Regions from separate parts of the Mus musculus genome. Here regions 2 and 3 are each linked to region 1. Evidence: chromatin contacts called from public ChIA-PET and HiChIP or PLAC-seq data. All regions are on one chromosome and are shown on one strand. The core of a region is the stretch at or near the end of the contact, and the rest is flanking DNA. Distances in the headings are between cores, read along the strand shown.

The links. ChIA-PET counts read pairs in DNA pulled down with a chosen protein or histone mark. HiChIP or PLAC-seq counts read pairs in DNA pulled down with a chosen protein or histone mark.
Region 2: an H3K27ac HiChIP or PLAC-seq map of microglia shows a contact between it and region 1, with 7 times the contacts expected there. The contact joins the promoter of Cnpy3 here to the promoter of Ubr2 in region 1. A contact is called at or near these places in 3 of 39 promoter capture datasets (the SN4741 cell line, hippocampal neurons and pre-B cells), 2 of 484 Hi-C or Micro-C datasets (B cells and CD4 T cells), 3 of 115 datasets of contacts at active chromatin or transcription factors (the SCID.adh cell line, effector CD8 T cells and microglia) and 1 of 9 other capture datasets (adipose tissue).
Region 3: an RNA polymerase II ChIA-PET map of memory CD8 T cells shows a contact between it and region 1, with 13 read pairs. The contact joins the enhancer-like site here to the promoter of Ubr2 in region 1. A contact is called at or near these places in 1 of 39 promoter capture datasets (the 3T3-L1 cell line), 1 of 484 Hi-C or Micro-C datasets (bone marrow-derived macrophages), 7 of 115 datasets of contacts at active chromatin or transcription factors (bone marrow-derived macrophages, embryonic stem cells, fetal liver and 3 more) and 2 of 9 other capture datasets (macrophages and pancreatic islet).

The regions. Positions count from the first base shown.
Region 1 is chr17:47,008,536-47,012,428 of GRCm38.p6, reverse strand. It overlaps Ubr2 (ubiquitin protein ligase E3 component n-recognin 2), which reads left to right and starts at 1,897. Exons shown (of 47, transcript NM_146078.3): 1 at 1,897-2,287. The coding sequence starts at 2,210.
Region 2 is chr17:46,749,919-46,753,878 of GRCm38.p6, reverse strand. It overlaps Cnpy3 (canopy FGF signaling regulator 3), which reads left to right and starts at 1,665. Exons shown (of 6, transcript NM_028065.4): 1 at 1,665-1,906. The coding sequence starts at 1,756.
Region 3 is chr17:47,270,065-47,274,027 of GRCm38.p6, reverse strand. All of the region lies in intron 1 of Trerf1 (transcriptional regulating factor 1), which reads right to left. Among named protein-coding and RNA genes, the nearest start is that of Trerf1, 42 kb to the right of the region's middle. Within about 2 kb of position 1,832, at least 43 of the 459 cell types and tissues checked have an H3K27ac peak or open chromatin away from gene starts, as enhancers often do. A contact at or near this core is called in bone marrow-derived macrophages, fetal liver and memory CD8 T cells, where this site is marked.

The sequences.
Region 1 (3,893 bases), core at 648-3,147:
GGCCTAGGAGTACATGGGAATTGAAAATGGAGCCATTAGATCATTTTTAGAAGGGCATGAAGGTAGGAGTGTGCGAAGGTGAGGGTGGATCTCAGAAGAAAGGGTTTATTGCAGCTCACAGATTCAGAGAGTGAGTCTACATCTTGGTGGGGGAGCCTGGAAGCAGGTAGGTAGGCATAGCGCTCAAGCAGTAGCTGAAAGTTTACAACTGACCCACAAGTAGTAGGCAGAGGTAGGAGCTAACTGGAAAGGGCTAGGACTTTTGAAACCTGAAAGCCCTCCCCTAGTGACACACCTCCTCCACACAGTTCCACCAGTGGGGAAGCAAGCATTTAAATATATGAGCCCCTTGAAGGGCCATTCTCATCCAGACCGCCACACACGCTCTTCCAGGGTCCCACTCCTGACTTTAGCTCATCTAATGCCTTTGTGTTCCCTAACCACAAAGGTACCACCATTTTGTGCTCTTCTCTTTGGCTACCAGGCTTTTAAGACAATGGCCCCCCCAAGTAATAGGAGTTGGAAAAGGCTGGGGAGTCTGGCATCAACCAGAGCTTGAGCTTGCCTCCCAGAAAGAGGTGTCTTACAGTTTCTACAACTTGCAAGAGAGACTGGAGTCAAGATAATGATGGACCAGCGATGGACTAGGACCACACCTTGACCAGGGCTGCCCTTTCTTTAAAACTAAACCTCATGTCAGGACTCTGAAAGGTAGTGAACTTGAGGGTGGGCAGATGGTCACTGGACCTTTTTGTCCCTCTCCCCAATGTGGCTATATCGAATAAGTCTCCTTTCTCTGTCTCTTCATTATTGCTTATCTCTTTAATTGTTATATTGAGGATATATGCTTGAGCCTAGCTTGTTAGAGCCGCAGGTTCCAAGGTCTAACCCTAACAACTCCAGTACAAGATACCAGCCTCTTCCTACAGGGCAATTAGGGTTTGTCTGGTCATCTGTGAGAGCCTAATCTTCTCCACGAAGATAATTTAAAAGATATTCAAATACATGTCACAAATTACAGTCAGTGTATATAAGCCTCCAATCGGTCTGCTTTTAGATCTGCTTCTGTCAGTATAGTCTTAAAGCAATGCAGCTAAAAAAAAAAAAATATCCAGTATTTCTTCTGTTGCTTTGTGGCCTGCCATTGAACCTTAAAGTCTTTTTTTTTTTTTTTTTTTTTTTTTTTTCCTTGACCTTTTGAGAAACTGCAAAAAACAATGGCAGTCGCAGCTCTAGCCCTGGCTCTCCCTCCGCGCAGCCGCAGGAGTAGGCAGGCTGGACGCGGAAGTAAGCGCGTGCTTCCAGGGTTGTCTGACTCTGAGAGTTGGTCTTTAAGTTGATTCGTTGGACGCCTTTTCTGATGCAACAAGACTTAAGGAAAGAAAAGGATATATATCAATCAATGGTCATAAATTAAATGTCTTGCAATTGTACCTTAAAACTTTTCAAAATCTCGGTACTAAATACACCTCGGTGACTAGTGCCAGGATGACAAGGCATTAGAACCTCCGGGATAGAACGCGCGATTCATTCATTCTTTTGACAATTGAGGGTTTATCAGATACCAGACTTTTGACAGACAGCTGTGTGTCTATCGCGCCAGGAATGATTATTCTTGGTGCTGGGGAGATAAAAAAAAAATGACAAGAATAAATAGGACTAAGAGACTAAGACGAGATCTCAAACGTTATTTCGTTCTTCTGGTGTCAAGCCCCTCTCACGGATTCTAAATTGTCTTTTTCCAGGCTTCCGCCAGGGGATGGACTACAACTCCCATGATACTCGTGTGCCGCTCCTTATTAGAGGCTTCGCTTCTCTCCCTGGCCGCTCAGGGGACGACTACAGTACCCAGAATGCCCTGCTCCCTCGCTTGGGTGTTTTTGCCCCTCTCTTGGCGTTGAACGCGGTAGTGGCTGTCCGGAGTGCCAGGCCTGGGGTTCTCGGTGTCCTTCCCCCGGTCACGGGCGAGGAGGCGACTTGACTTCTGGGCGCCGAGCCCGGGCGCGCGCGCAAGCGGCTGCCGTCCCCGCTGCAGGTTCGCGTCCCGCTTTGCTCCTCGCGCATCTCGGCTCGGCGGCAGCCCGGACGGCCCGGGACTGACGGCCCCAGGACAGGGGTGACCGTCGCGGCTGCGGGAGCAGAGGCGAAGCTGAGGCCCGGGGAGAGGCGACAGCGGCGAGAGCACCCGGGGAGAGGAGGAGGAGAGAAGATGGCGTCGGAGATGGAGCCCGAGGTGCAGGCCATCGACCGCAGTTTGCTGGAATGTTCTGCCGAAGAGATCGCAGGGGTGAGTGCGGGAGCCCGGGAGGGCTACGTCCGGCCCTCGTAGGCCGCGCCCCGGGGGAGGAACAGAGTCCTGGGAATCCCGGAGCCCGCCACTGACTTCGGCTAACAGCGGCGCTGGCCATGTCCCGTGGGGAAAAGGACCCAGGAGGCCATCGAGCCTGCTCCGCGCCTTCGGTGCTCAGATCCTCCTTATACGCGGCGACTCTTACTACAGAGCTTTCATTATCCCTAATTAGCTTCACTCTCCATTAAGTCTACAACACTTGGGTTTTTGCCCTATATGCTGGCTGTTGGAAGATGGGAGCGAGCGGCTTCCTAACGTTGTCGTATAAGCGCCCTACTTTACCTTCTGATGCCATTTCTTAGGATAAGCGGAGCAGTGTCTGCGCCGAAGGATTCTATCCTCTCCCAGCTCCAACTTTGTTGCTGGGGGGCGGGGAGGGGAGTTTACCCAGGCTGCAGGCAGCACAGTCCAACATTACCCCCTCGGTGCTTTTTTAAAAAGTTGTTTTGCACTTGTTTATTTCGTTAGATGGTAACCTTGGTGCCTGTGTGTAATGTAGTGGTGCCTCGACACGTTTGCTAAGCATGGAGGCTGGCAGATTTAAAAAAAAAAATACATAATTTTTCTAGGAGTTGGGAAAAGTTGGACGGAGAACAAACGTTATATAACTTTGAAAAAGCAGCTTTGGTGAACAGATGCAAGCTCATTAATGATAGCGTTGATCACAGCCTATCAGGAACCCTTAGGCCCTAAACTTAAGCCATTCAGACACAGTAAAGACTTAAAATGTAGTATCAACAAGCGCCGATACAAGTAGCAAAGTTACAAAGACAACAACTTTCAACAAACTCAGCGTCATCTTTTGCCAGTGAGGGCAGGGGACACCTATCAGAACAGATTGTCCACGGTGACTGTAAATAGCTCAGACAATTGGGAGCCTAGTCTCAGAGGCCTCCAGTTGAAAAAGCTCCCAGGAAATGAGTGACTCTTTATTTAACACATCATCACACAGGATGTTAGGGTCAGTAGTTGGGATGTGCCGTCGGTGATGAATATTTGGAGTGAATAGACCAGAGGAAGATAGTTTGGGTGAGGAAATGAGAGGGAAGTGGGGGTAATTTAAAAAAAACAAAACAAAACAAACCACTGTTGCCTGGTGAGTTTTAAGTTTTGTATTCTTGTGAGGCTAAGTAAGGTGTGAAGTCTGTTTTCCTGTACTCTGTGTGATATCACACAACCCAAGGATTTTTTTTTTACCTGATACCTCCCCCCATTTGCCTTTGATTTATCAAAGACATCTGGAAAAAGAAATGAAGGCTCTATTATAAGAAAACAGGAAAATAAATAATTAGTGACGTGGCTTGGTATCTCTGCTCGTGTTGGAGGCAGAGGGGATTTTTTTTTTCCTACCACTGAGTTTGTTGCATCTGTTTCTGGTGGTGACGCCAGCTGTGTTACCCCCCCCCCCATTCTGACAGTGGCGAGGTGTCCTGAGGATCTCGAGGAAGCTGTTTATAAAGCCAGTGCCGGAGGCAGTTACTCCCAGCTCGCTCTTACGTGGTGACAATTTCAAGCAGATGGAATGGGGAAAAATAAGGGAAAT
Region 2 (3,960 bases), core at 416-2,915, 260 kb after region 1:
GTCAGAGAGTCCCCCTAGGACCAAGGCTGGCCTTGAACTCTTCATCCTTCTGCTTCTCCCAAAAGCTATGGTCTTTCTTTCTGCCTTCACCTTCTCTGGTGTGATGGAGCCGCACCATCCCACCTGACTGATATTGCCCACTTTTTATCTCCTGCCAGATTGAGTCCAGAACCTCATGCACACGAGGCAGCCCCTCTGTAGCTAAGGAAGGTCTGTGTTCAGCCAGGGAGCCCTCAGCAAGGATCTCTTAGCTCAAGTCCCCTGATGCTGCAGAGGCAGGAGAGAAGTGTAAATGTCCAATGCCAGGTTCCTGCCTTTTAGGAGCTCAGAATCCAAACAAATAACAAAAGAGATTGGAATACCATACAAAAAATGCTGGGATGTTTATCCATCTGTCCCACATACTTCAAGGTGGTTTTGTTTTGTTTTGTAGATATGGCCTCAAGTAGCTCAGGCTATATCTCCCTCCCCCTCACTATATAGCCAATGACAGGTTTATGCCAGCCTGGAGATGGATCACCAGGGATTTGCACATGGTAGTCAAGTGCTAGGCAAAGATCTCCCAGTGAGCAACATCCCTAAAACTAGGGATTTCTTTTTTAATTCCATTAATTCATGAATTATTGATTTGAGCTTCCCAACAGGCAAACCTCGAGATGTAGGAGGATCACTCTTTGTTTGTTTTTCGAGACAGAGTTTCTCTGTGCAGCCCTGGCTGTCCTGGAACTCACTTTGTAGACCAGGCTGGCCTCGAACTCAGAAATCTGCCTGCCTCTGCCTCCCGAGTGCTGGGATTAAAGTCGTGTGACCATGCCCGGCTAAGAGGATCACTCTTATCTGTTTATTAATCTAGTTTTCATAAGGAGAAACGCAATTACTGGATATCTGGGCTGTTGTGAGGCCCTAAGTATCTATTCGAGTGAGTGGCTGCAATAATAAGCCTTAAAAGCCGGTGTCTAGTGAGTGCTTGCAACTTTATAAAGAAAGCCATGGTTAGGGTTGATGAGTTAGGTTAGTGACTAAAGAGGGCCACCATTAAGCCTTAAGGATCCAAGTTTGAGGTCCAGAACCAACATGGTGGAAGGAGGCAACTGATTCCAGTCGTCTTCCAACCCAAAATAAATATATAAAGACTTTTTTATTAACACCTTAATGGGGGTGGGGGTGCGGGGAGAGGACCACGAGGCCCGGTGTGGAGGTGCACTTAGAGGCAGCTGGATTTCTGAATTCGAGGCCGGCCTGGTCCACGCAGTAAATTCCAGGACAGCCAAGGATACAAAGAAACCCTGTCTCGAAGAACAAAAGACAGAAAACAAGAAACAAAACCATGAAAGATAGTCCGTTATCCAGGGCTAGAATGCCCAAGGCTGGTTCATCCAAGGTATGATGAAGGTTCACCCGCTAGGAACTGATGCTCCAGCTACTGAGCCTCCTTTAGCTGGCAGTGATATCGCTATAGGGCGCCAAAGCCACCATCCGCTCTCTGATTGGCTGAGATGGGAAAAAAAAAAGATAGTTCCTCTCATTGGCTATAAAGCAGACGCCGAGCGAACCCATTGGTTGCGTCGCCCGCGGGCCTTGGTCGGTTTCGCAAGCCGCTAGAGGCTACCGGGCGTGGGGCGGGCCGGAGCTCGCCGTTGCCGTGGTTACCCAGAGGCACGTGCGCAGTCCCGGAAGCGGCCGGGGGAAGCTGCTCCGCGCGCGCTGCCGGAGGAAGCGCCGCCGGGTCCGCTCTGCTCTGGGTCCGGCTGGGCCATGGAGTCCATGTCTGAGCTCGCGCCCCGCTGCCTCTTATTTCCTTTGCTGCTGCTGCTTCCGCTGCTGCTCCTTCCTGCCCCGAAGCTAGGCCCGAGTCCCGCCGGGGCTGAGGAGACCGACTGGGTGCGATTGCCCAGCAAATGCGAAGGTGAGGGGGCGGGGCCGCGGGGCGTAGCCAAGCCCGAGGGGCGGGAGGGGGCGGGGCCTGTGGGAAGGGTCTGGGCCTGGCAGGACCTGGGCTGGGGTCTCCTTGGCCCTGCTGTGTGCTTTGCGGCAATGCTGGGTGCTGTGACTCTCGGATAACCTGGAGATCCCTGCTTTTGGGCGAATCCGGGGGTAGTTGCTCATCAAGACTAGAGGTGGGGGTGGAGGGAAGGCTTCATACAGGAAGCCTGCTGCGAAATGAAGAGTTGGCCAGGGAAAGCATGGCGTGCAGAGGAACTCACTCCGCAGAAACCACAGAAACAGAGGCAGATGAGGAGGCCCTGCCGGCCTAGAAGCCAGAGGGCGAATTTGAGGAACTGAAAAGGTCCATATGACGTAGAAAAGGGAACCTGAAAATTTTCCCGTGGTGCTTTCACTACAACCTAATTTGTGTATGGTTTTGGCTTCTTGAGAACAGGTACTGAGTTGCAAATATTTATTGGCAGACCAAAAAAAAAAAGGGGGGGGGCTTTACATAGGATTATATGGAGGGGCGGTGAGTGTATGTGGAGAGAAGAGACTCACACTCAAAGGATCAAGAGGTCACTTTTTTGAAAGCATCGAGCGCAGAGGAGACTGAAGTGAAGGAGGTAGATTTTAAAAATCGAAGGACAAGGAACTGAGACCTCTCTTTTGCCCTGCTCATCATTGCTCAGTTTCCTCTCAGACCTTTGCAGCCATCGACCTTCTTTCTAAGTCCTCGAAGGCCCCCCTCCCCCGAGTATTCTGGATATCCATTTTATGCACCAAGCAGATGTACACAGGCCAGATGTTCCCTAAGCACTGGATGCTGGGCTGGTGGTTTGGGACACATTAATCCTCCCATTTGAGCTGTTAAATGTGTGGCGAATGGGGGCAGGGGACTCGGCTCAGTGGGTAGAGTGATTGCCAGAGGATCTGAGTTCAGATCCCCAAGACAGATATAAAAAGCCAGACGCTGCAATGTTTGTGCACCCCTGATCCCCGCACCTCCGCACCTAAAGAGATGCACAGGAGACCAGCCAGTCCAACCAAATGATCACGCTCCAGGTTCAAGTGAGAAACCTTGTCTGAAAAACAAAAGATGAAGAACAGTATCAGAAAGGAACTCTGGCCTCCATGTGCATATCCACATATCCACACACGTGTGTGCACACACACACTGTAACTACATAGGACTTTTTGTTTTTAAGTGAGACTCCCTAGAGTTAATGTGAGTTCACTGGAAGATACCTGTTAAAAGGTCTCACCTGTTCTAGGATGGTCCCTTACCTCCCCACCAGTCCTGGGCTTTTGTTTTCTTTGTTTTGTTTCTTTTCTTTTCTTTTACTCTTTCAAGACAAGGTTTCTCTGTGTAGCCCTGGCAATCCTGGAACTTGCATTGCAGACCAGGCTGGCCTCAATCTCAGAAATCTGCCTGCCTCTGCTTTCCAAGTGCTGGGATTAAAGGCGTGCGCCACCACTGCCCGGCTTCTTTTAAAGTTTTGTAAGGTTTTTATTTATGTATTTTTGTATACGAGTGCTCTATTTGCATAAGTGCCTCATGATGGAAGAGGGCATCAGACAGATGAGAGCATCAGATCTCATTACAGGTGGTTGTGAGCCACCAAGTGGGTGTTGGGAATTGAACTCGGGACCTCTGGAAGAACAGCCAGGACTCTCAAAGCTGAGCCATTGCCCCAGCCCCCATCTTTCTCCTTTTCTTTTTTCTTTTGGTTTTTCGAGACAGGGTTTCTCTGTGTAGCCCTGGCTCTCCTGGAACTCACTTTGTAGACCAGGCTGGCCTCGAACTCAGAAATCCGCCTGCCTCTGCCTCCTGAGTGCTGGGATTAAAGGCATGTGCCACCACGCCTGTCTCTTTCTCCTTTTCTTAATCACAGCCCAGGAAGCTCCTTTCTTTTCCTTAGGAGACATCCATAGATGCAGAGTCATAGAGCTGGCAAGGCTCTTATAGCCCATTGAGGCCTAAACTCATTTTGTAATCAGTAGAGATTATTTTCAGTCACGGAGTGATTTGGC
Region 3 (3,963 bases), core at 583-3,082, 260 kb before region 1:
TAATTCGTGGTGTGAGGGTGGGCTGGGGAGAAGGAAGAAAGGTCCTGGGATCTCAGGACAAAGAGCCACAGCAGCGCCCAAGAAGCTGTGGAACCATCTCTCTAACTGGACAGGAAGACCCTGGCATGGACCCCAGGGACGTCGAGCACCAGGTGGTCATGGAGGCTGTTTTTCCAAGCAGACAGAGCCAGTAAAGCGGTCTGAGCATTGGGCAACACCACGGGTCTGCTGGAGATTGAGACGGCTGTACAGAAAGCTCAGGCCTCAAGAATGAAGCCGCCAGGGCAGAGGGAATGGCTCAGTCAGTAAGATGCTGCCCTGCAACAGGAAAACCTGAGTTGGAAGCCGGGAACCCACGTGAGGAGACAAAAAAAAAAAAGAAAGAAAAGAAAAGAAACAAACCACGCAGCCTGTCATGGGGAGGCAAAGACAGGCAGGGGCTTTCCTAGTCAGGCCGTAGCCAACTTGGTAAGATCAAGGCCAAGGAGAGACCTAATCTCAAAAACACAGTGGGCAGTTTTCAGGAATAACAGTGTAAGGGTGTTATCTGGCCTACACACACACGACCAACATTCAACAAAAACTAACACACCCACAAGCAGACCATCAGAGGAAAATAGCCGAAGCTGAAGAGGCACCAACTCATCTGGAGTATGCAAATGAGGAACCAAGAATCTGGAGTATGGACATAAGGCATGAGAACCTGGAGTATGTACGCAAGGAACCAAAAACCTGGAATATGTACATGGGAAACCAAAAATCTGGAGTATCCAAATGAGAAACCAAGAACCAGGAGTTTGCAAATGAGGAACCAAAAAAATCCGGAACATGCAAATGAGGAACCAAGAATCTGGAATATGCAAACTAGGAACCAAAAATCAGGCGTATATAAGTGAGGCGCCAAGAACCTGGAATATATACATGGGAAACCAAAAACAAAAAAACAAAAAAAACCCCAAAAACCAAAAACAACCCTGGAGTATGCAAATGAGGAATAGGAACCTAGAGTATGCAAATGAGGAATAAGATCCTGGAGTATGCAAATAAAGAATAAGGACCTGGTGTATATAAGTAAGGAATAGGAACCTGGAATATGCAAATGAGGAGTAAAAACCTGGAGTATGTAAATGAGGAACCAAGATCCTGGAGATTGAATCCAAGATTCTAGACCCAAGAAAAGTCTAGGCAATAAAATTCAGGTTTATTGTAATTGTAGATTTGGTTATCACTACAGAACTGGGTATCTTCTGCTTTGCTGTAGTGGCCAGGGAATCTACAGTCAGTCAACCCTGGCAGCCATGTAGCCAGCTAAGTTCACAGGTCTAGGAAAGGTCCCCGAAGAATAGCATGGAAATGACCTCTAGCAAGTCACTCCTCCTTGGCCTATCATTATTTTTCATTTATTGGAGGCACCGTCTCATGTAGCCCAGGCTGGCTTCAACTTGATAAGTAACCAAGGATGACCTTGAATATCAGATCTTCCTGCCTCCACCTACGAAGTGCTGAGATTAGAGATGAACATGACCACACCCAGTTTAAGTGGTACTGGGGAACCCTTGGCTTCCTGCTTGCTCAGCAAGCGCTTTCTCAACTGAGCTACATCCTCAGCTCCTGTGTGCCCCAAATGTGCCCGGTGCCATCAACAGTCAGAAGAGAGCATGTGGCCCTTGAAATTGGAGCTACAGACTCCTGTCTTCATCCTGCTTTTAGATCTTGTTATTAATTGGAGAGGTTTTCCCTGCCTCCAGAGCCAGAGACTAGATCTACTAAGATGAGTGGAGCAGATGTCCTGATCTGGGCACAGGCCAGCTCCCTCAGTGTGGGCAGGCGCAGGCCATGGCCACTGTCCAAGTAGTTTTGCTGATTTGAGGGAAGGCGCACAGTATTTTAGTCAGGGTCAGATTTACTACTGCTGAAACTCCATGACCAAAAGCAAAACATTTCTTTGGCCGTCACATCTTGAACCACATAGCCTGTTCAGGAAAACCAAGGAAGGAAACCAAACAGGGTGGGAAATTGGAGGCAGGAGCTGATGCAGAGGTCATGAAGGGTGCTGCTTTCTGGCTTGTTCCTTGTGGTTTTCTTGGCTTGTTTTCTCTTTCTCCTCCTCCTCCTCCTCCTCCTCCTCCTCCTCCTCCTCCTCCTCCTCCTCCTCCTCCTCCTCCTCTTCTCCTTCCTCCTCTTCTCCTTCCTCCTCCTCCTCTTCTCCTCCTCCTCTTCTCCTTCTTCCTCCTCCTCTTCTTCCCTCCTTCCCCCTCTCCTTTGTCTTTTTAGTTTTTGAGACAGGGATGCTCTGTGTAGCCATGGGTGTCCTGGAACTTGCTCTGTAGACCAGGTTGGTTTCGAATTCAGAGATCCACCTGCCTCTGCTCCGGCTGCTGGGATTTGGGTATGTGCTGTCATGGCCACCACTGTCCCGCCTCAGCCACTTTCTTATAGAACTCAGGACCATCAATACAGGCTAGTACCACTCAGAGTCAACCACTTATTAAGAAAATGCCCCCAGGTCTACCTATATTGGGATCATATAGAGGCATTTTCTATCTGAGGCTCCCTCAGTTTGTGTCAAGTTGATAGATAATTGGCCCGGACAGTGGGAGAGGGCGACTGCCTTGTAGTTAATTTGCTCCAACAGAATTTCTGAAGTGGATCTCAGGGCCATGCTCGTGTGCACAGAGGGAGGCAGATGCCGTGCTTCACCCTCGGAGCCAACTTCCCCCTCAACAGTTTAAAAGATGGGCTATTCTCCCCCACCCATAAACCTCATTTGTTGCCAACAGATTCAAAATAAAAGGAAGAAAATCCCCTTACAGTCCTGCCCCTTGGTGAGGACATTTCCTTCTTTGCTCCTCTTGAATTTTAGTCAATCTCTCCAGACTGGCCTCAAACCCACTGTGTAGCTGAGGGCAGTCTTGAACCTCTGCTCTTCCTGCCTCTTTCTCCTGAGTGCCAAGATTACAACTGTGCATTACCATACCTGATTTTGTAGGTTTCTGAGATAGGGTCTCTGTAGCCTGGAACTTAACATGAATCCAGGTTGGTCTCAAACACATGGTGATTCTCCTACCTGGGTTGCAGGTTAAGCCACCATGCCCGGCGTCCTAATATAATTTGGATGTTACATCTCCCCTGTCTTATTTGGTTTTAACTATCAACTTGGCTCAACCTAGAAATCACCTGAGAGTCTCTACAGAGGGACTCTTCCAATCAGATTGGCCTAAGGGCATGTCTATGGTAGACTGTCAGCTGATAGAAAAGGGCCAGCCACTGGGTGACATAGGCAGGCAGCTTTGGACTGTGTAGGAAAGCTAGGCAGGCACCAGCTAGCCAGCAAGAAGTATCACTCACACCCCCATGAGACTTCTTTGGTTTTGGAGTTGAAGTTGGGGCCAGAGTTAATTCTGTATGGAATAGCAAGCAGGCTTGCCTATAAGTTCCTGCCTCAACTTCCTTCAGTGATGACCTGGGACCTGAAAGTATAAGCTAAATAAATCCCTCCTTTCCCCCTAAGTTGCTTTGGTCATGATATTGCTAACAGTGGAAGGATGAAAGTCTGACAATGCTTTCTTCAGTGTTAGTCTTATAGCTTAGAAGATCAGTAGATAAGCCAGGAGTGGTGGCAGACACCTTTAGTCCCAGAACATCTCTGTGACTTTGAGAACAGCTGGATCTTTGGAGCAAAGTCCAGGCAGCCAGGGCTAAATGCAAGACCTTGTCTAAAATACATAAATATATATACACATACACAAATGCATCCATATAACCATAATAACCATATATCCATCCATACACACACATATTCATGCATTTACATATACAAACACACATATAATACATATGTATGCACACACATATATACTAAACACATACATGCACATCCATATATTCACATACATATATGCACAATACATACACACATACATATACACGTGTATCTATACAGCCATATACATACATAGCAGA